2 separate regions of the Mus musculus genome follow, and region 2 is linked to region 1. Evidence: chromatin contacts called from public HiChIP or PLAC-seq data. All regions are on one chromosome and are shown on one strand. The core of a region is the stretch at or near the end of the contact, and the rest is flanking DNA. Distances in the headings are between cores, read along the strand shown.

Region 1 (2,746 bases), core at 74-2,573:
CAGGCTGCCTTAGGAACCACACCCACCCTCCCTGCCTCATGTCAGCCCCCCACAGAGACAAACTGCTGACCTTGCCTGGTCACTGAGGCACAAAGACTGGAGGGCACCTAGAAGCCAGGCCTGAAACGCCAGGTCAACGTCTCCTTTCAGAGGTTCTGCTTCTCAGCCTTCTCAAGAGAGATGACTCCCACTGCCCCTTATGTTGGAGTGGGCAGAGATAGGCATCTTAACCTCCCCACATCCTTACTATTGCCCCGGGATGATGCAAATACCACTTACAGCTTTAGCCTATGCTTGGTTCTTTGCTTGCTGCATCTGGACTCCCCCAGTCCCTGACACCTCTCTGGGCAGCTCAGGTTTCTTCTTCAAGCTTCCCTGGGCTTGACCCTAAATGCTACCCAGCAGCACAGTGGGGACACAGTATGTGTTCACTGTTTGCAGAATGAGCAGGGGTCTTTCTGGGATTGTTGCCTTGGCTGAGGAAGGGAGCTGGATTGAGAACCGGCTCCTGCAGACCTGGCCCAGGGTTCAGTGTTGTAGCAGGCTAGCATCTGGCCCTCAGGGATCTCCCAAGAGCCTGGCTGTGAAGAGGACCCAGCTGGGCCCTGCGTTACAAACAACAACAGAGATTAGGGAGTTACTTGGAAATAAATAAGGCAGGCCCAGACCCAGGGCTATCAGACTTCAGAAATGCCATGAAAGTTTGTGCCTGTCCCTCTTTGGATACATAGTGTCCCTATGTATCAGCCCAGGCTGATCTGCAAGTCAGCGAATCCCTTCTGCCATGGCCTGCAGGGGGCAAAAATTATAGGTGGGTGCCACCAAAGTCAGCTGTGTTTCCCTTGCCTTTGGGACTGTGTGGGCCCTGACCATCTCCATGGGAACAGTCTCAGCTGTTCTACTATGTTAACCTGGGAACGCATCTTCTTCATGTTGGGCTTCAGTTTCCCTGTCTATAATACAAAGGGTGCAACCAAGGGCGATGCTTCTGAAAGTCTGTGTTGATGCTGGCGGGGACCAGCTAGAATCCCAAGTTCCATCTTCCCAGAAGGCTGTCCCAGTTTGTTTTCTCATCTGTAGAATGGAACCCGAGCTACAGGGACTTCAACCAGACCTTGTCCCCTATAAGGTTGCCAGATGTGTCCTCACCAGCCAGCCTTGGCAAGGGTAGGTGGAGGGTGGGGTGCATGGGGGAGGTCTGTTGCCTGGGCCCTCCCATCACCCTACCTCCCCATCCCAGGGCCCCCCACCCAGCGACAAAGCCTGTGGCACTTCCTCTACTCGCCTGGCAGGCAGCCTGGCCCGGCCCCTTCTCTAAGGAAGCGCATTTCCTGCCTCTCTGGGCCGGGCTGGATGAGCTGAGCTCCCTGCCCTGACAGTCAGACCCCTGCCTTCATCTGTGTCCCGTCCCCAGGCCAGGACCGCCGACAGCTGCTGCCCGAAAGAGCCCAGTGACTCTTTCCCACCACCCAGTCAGCTAGAGACTCCTGCCCTGCTGTGAGTCTCGAGCCCACTTCTCCTGACTTCTCCGCCGCCACCTCAGAAGGCTGGAGCAGGGACGTGGTCGCTCCGGCCGCCTGCTCCCTTCGGATCCCCGCGCGAACCCACGCAGGCCCCGGCGCCCGCCCGCAGCCTTACCTCTGGATACCGGATAAGGCCCAGCGCACAGACTCCCGGGTGGACAGCATGGACCGTGGCGTGCTCCCTCTGCCCATTACCCTGCTGTTTGTCATCTATAGCTTTGTACCCACAAGTAAGTGTCCAGCGCCCCTGGGTGGGAACAAGCCCAGGCTAGACCCTGGGTGTTACAGGTCTTATTCCCATGTCCCAAGCTACTAGCTGATGAAGCCACCCCCAATGTATTAGGAGGTAGAAATGGGATCACCAACTATTTTGGTTCAGTGGGAGTAAAATGTTTCATAGGATGCCAAACTTAAGCATTAGACGTCTGGGGAGAAGTGGGATAAGCTATTTAAGTTAGCGTTGGCACCTTCCTGTTATCCTTCCTGCTGTGTTCAGCTATCAAGAAGGCCAGGAGCTACACTGCTATGCATCACTGAGAGTATTCCCTCCCATCTCTGAGCCTTGAGTTTCCCATTTGAGGAAGTTTAGGAAGGAGGATGCAGAAGTAAATTTAGGCTCTGGGTCCAACTTTGACCTCCTTGTTTTCTTGTATGAGCCTTGAGGCCTCCGTGCCAGAGGATGCTTAGAGCAAAGACTGGTGATGAGATCATTTGTCCGAAGAGTTTCTGTTTCACTAGCTTCAAGTTCTCCCAGCATTCCCGGGCTTTGCCCGCTCCCGGAACCCCCCAAGGGCACATGCTCTGGCCTTCTCCATTTGCCTTTCTGAGAAGGGTACAGGCTCCATTAGGGACTCTGTGGATCTTCTCAGCCAGGGTGACTATTGAAAGTGATCTGAGGAGGGTCGGTGAGGAGCCTGGACCCCAGTCCTACTCACGAAGGGTCACAGCAGGGCCTGGTCCCCAGCCACCTCCCTGAGGATCCCCGCCTACCAACCTGCAGATTCAGGGGCATGTTCAAGGGTTGGGGTGGGCAGCCTGGAAGAAAGAGTATGGGAAATGATGGGGCCATCCTGGCACTCAAAGTCCACAATTGATGGGAAATCTGTCATCGCGGGTTAACCGGAAATTGAGTCTCAGAAACACTGAGTGACTTATCAGGGATTTGACTCAAGGCCTGTGGCCCCTCAGAACCCTTATTCTGACCACACATGACCCTGCAAGAT
Region 2 (2,746 bases), core at 141-2,640, 230 kb after region 1:
TTGAAAGAGGGTCTTCCTATGTGTCTTAGACTGGCCTCAAACTTGCTTTGCAGCTTGTTTAGGCTGACCTCAACATCTTATCATTTATTTGTTTATATGTACATGTGTTTTCCTGCATGAATTTATTCACCCCAGGTGAGTATAGTAGCTTGTAGAGGCAGAAGTAGTAGTCAGATACCCGGGAAATGTAGTTATAGGCATTTGTGAACTGCCTGATGTGGGTGCCAGGAAAGGACCGGAGTGCTCTTGCAAGAGTAGTAAGAGCTCTTACCGCTAAGCTAAGCCGTCTCGCCAGCCCCACAGCCTCAGATCTGTCCTCCCTACTGCATGCACCCCTACACTTAAGCACAGCATCTTGCAGGAGGCTTAGCAAATGAGTGTTCACCACAGTGGCTGACTGCTGATGGAAAGCATGACAGAGAGTCTGCATCACCTGGTGTGGTGGTGACAGGCCTACAAGACAGGTGCCTAGTTATAGGTAACTGTTACAATCCTGCTGCCAGGTGTCAGGGTTACAGGGAGAGCAGCTAATAACTGGTGGAGCGCATTATAGTGGTGAGCCAAGAGGTGTGAGGGAGCAGCAACACAGCCAGCCCTGGTCACACAGGCAGTGCAGACCAAGTCATCAAATTAGTCTCCTCTACCGGCTTGGGAGGTCCAGAAACCGAAACACCTTCTGTTAGTTACCTACCCATGCCCAGCCCTACTGTACAAGTACCCAGAGTCCGAGGTCCCGGCTTTTCATTTCAGACAGTCTAACAAAGTGCAAAAATAGCCTTCCTGCTTTGCTCTGTTCAGCAAGCCTCCTTCGAATGAAACGCCCACGAGCCGGGCCTGAGGAATGACCTCTTGATGATATCTTTGAGCTCTAACCATGTCCCCCCGCACCCCCCGCCCCATCTCTTCCCCTCCCTTGTCCCTCAGTCTTCCACCCCATACTTGTCCATTTTCCCTCCCCGTCTACCCCTATCTATTGTGCAAGACGGGTTGGCACACCTTCTAGGACAGGTCCGATCAAGGCTAGGGGACTTCCCCAGTGCAAGCAGCTGTGGGCGAGACTGGGGGAAGGGGGCAGGAGGAATGCTGAATTCCCACACGTCCGTCCCGGCGTCCCCTTGTAGTCCCTACATTGTCCTCGGCTTGAGGAGGGGAGAGGAGACGCTTAGGCTACAGCCCCAAGGGCTCTCCGTTTTCTGCGATACCCCCATCAGCCTTTTCTTCGCTGCTATCTGAATTTGAAGCACACCAAGCAGGTCCGTCCCGGGTCTCCTTTCTGGGGATCTTCTCTTTGTCTAAGTCTCCTCGCTGTCTGGAGGTCCCCTCCCGCCTTGGACTGGAGAGGAGGGCGTGGCTCCGACAGGGGCGTGGCCTGGCCTGGCCTGGCGGGGCGGGGCGGGGCGGGCGCCGGGGCTTGGGCGCGGGCTAGAGAGGCAGCAGCGGCCGGAGGGAGGGACGCGGTGGGGATCTCGGTGGGAGCGCAGAGAGAGCAGCCGAGGCGGCAGCGGGGCTGCGGGGCGACGGCGGCAGCGGGGCCTGCGGACTCCATGGCGCCAGCGGCGTCAGTCTGAGTAGCGGCGGGCGGATCCGGCCGCGTCTTCTCCTCGCCATGGGAGACGTACTGTCCACACACCTGGATGACGCACGGCGCCAGCACATCGCAGGTGAGCACCGCTCAGCGCCCGGCCGGCCTGGGGCTCCCCGGGCACCCCGGGCCACGCCTCCGATCTCATGGGGAGCGGTACTCGAGAGTCAAGGCCCAGGTCGGGACGAGAGCCGGCCAGACCCTTACTCTTCCTCCGAACTTGTTCTCTCTCGGTCTGGACGGCCCTTCCAGGCCCTTCTGTATGCTCCTTTCACCCTTTGAGGAGCCTGGGATCCCATTTCTCTACTGGATCCCACTGCTCCCCTTGGAGCCCAGCCTGGCCAGAACCATGCACTTACAGGCGTGGCGGAGGGGTCGCGCCCCCCATCTTTCCCAACAACGTTCCAAGCCTAACCTCTACTCTGGACTCTGCCCCACAGAGTCAGACCTTCCAGACTCCCCCCTCAGCTGCCTTGTTCCTCCTCGCCCTGGCCTCAGTCCGGGTACACGTGGCTGAAGCTTACAGGGGGATGGGCCCTTAGAGAGCCGGGGACCGAATGTGGAGAGTGGGGCTAAGGAGAGATGGGGTGCCCTTGAAGGGGCGGGTCCCTGTCTTTGGGCTTTACCTCAGCAGAGTGCTGGCACTACAGCCTAGGGGGTCTGTTTATGGCCAGAGCTGGTTCTCTCAGAGCCAGAGTTCAGTCTCTCAGTACCTCTCAGTACCTTCCTTCTGCCAGCCTTGCTCTCAGCCTGTCACTGCGCGGTGGACACTTCTCTAGAGGGAGTTGCTCCCAAGTCTGTGGAGTGCAGGATCCTGGGCTCATTGTAGGGAGTGGGAGATGGGGTGAGAATCTCAGGCTATCCCAAAACAAAGCTTGGCTGACCACAGGCAAGTCAGGCCTGGCGGTCCTGAATGTAATTTCAGCTTCTCTCCCAAGTGTGTGATCCTGAGCCAGTCTCTTTTGTTTTGGTTTTCCCAGCCAGGGTCTCACCATGTAGTTGTGGCTGTAGACCTGGCTGGCTTCGAATTCGTAGAGAGCCACTTGCCTCTGCCTTCCAAGTGCTGGGATTAAAGGCCTGGGGCACCACTGCCCTGCTTGAGCCAGTCACAATGTCCAAGAGCTTCGGTGTTGCCTTCCTAAGGGGCGGGTGTTGACTTCTTGG

Evidence for each region. HiChIP or PLAC-seq counts read pairs in DNA pulled down with a chosen protein or histone mark.
Region 2: an H3K27ac HiChIP or PLAC-seq map of microglia shows a contact between it and region 1, with 5 times the contacts expected there. The contact joins the promoter of Niban2 here to the promoter of Eng in region 1. A contact is called at or near these places in 5 of 39 promoter capture datasets (the C10 cell line, cranial neural crest, embryonic stem cells and 1 more), 4 of 115 datasets of contacts at active chromatin or transcription factors (craniofacial prominence, embryonic stem cells and microglia) and 1 of 9 other capture datasets (liver).

What each region holds. Positions count from the first base shown.
Region 1 is chr2:32,645,272-32,648,017 of GRCm38.p6, forward strand. It overlaps Eng (endoglin), which reads left to right and starts at 1,324. Exons shown (of 15, transcript NM_007932.2): 1 at 1,324-1,753. The coding sequence starts at 1,687.
Region 2 is chr2:32,874,744-32,877,489 of GRCm38.p6, forward strand. Niban2 (niban apoptosis regulator 2) reads left to right here and starts at 1,391. Exons shown (of 14, transcript NM_146119.2): 1 at 1,391-1,661. The coding sequence starts at 1,607. The region is part of intron 2 of Gm13523 (a long non-coding RNA gene); the gene reads right to left.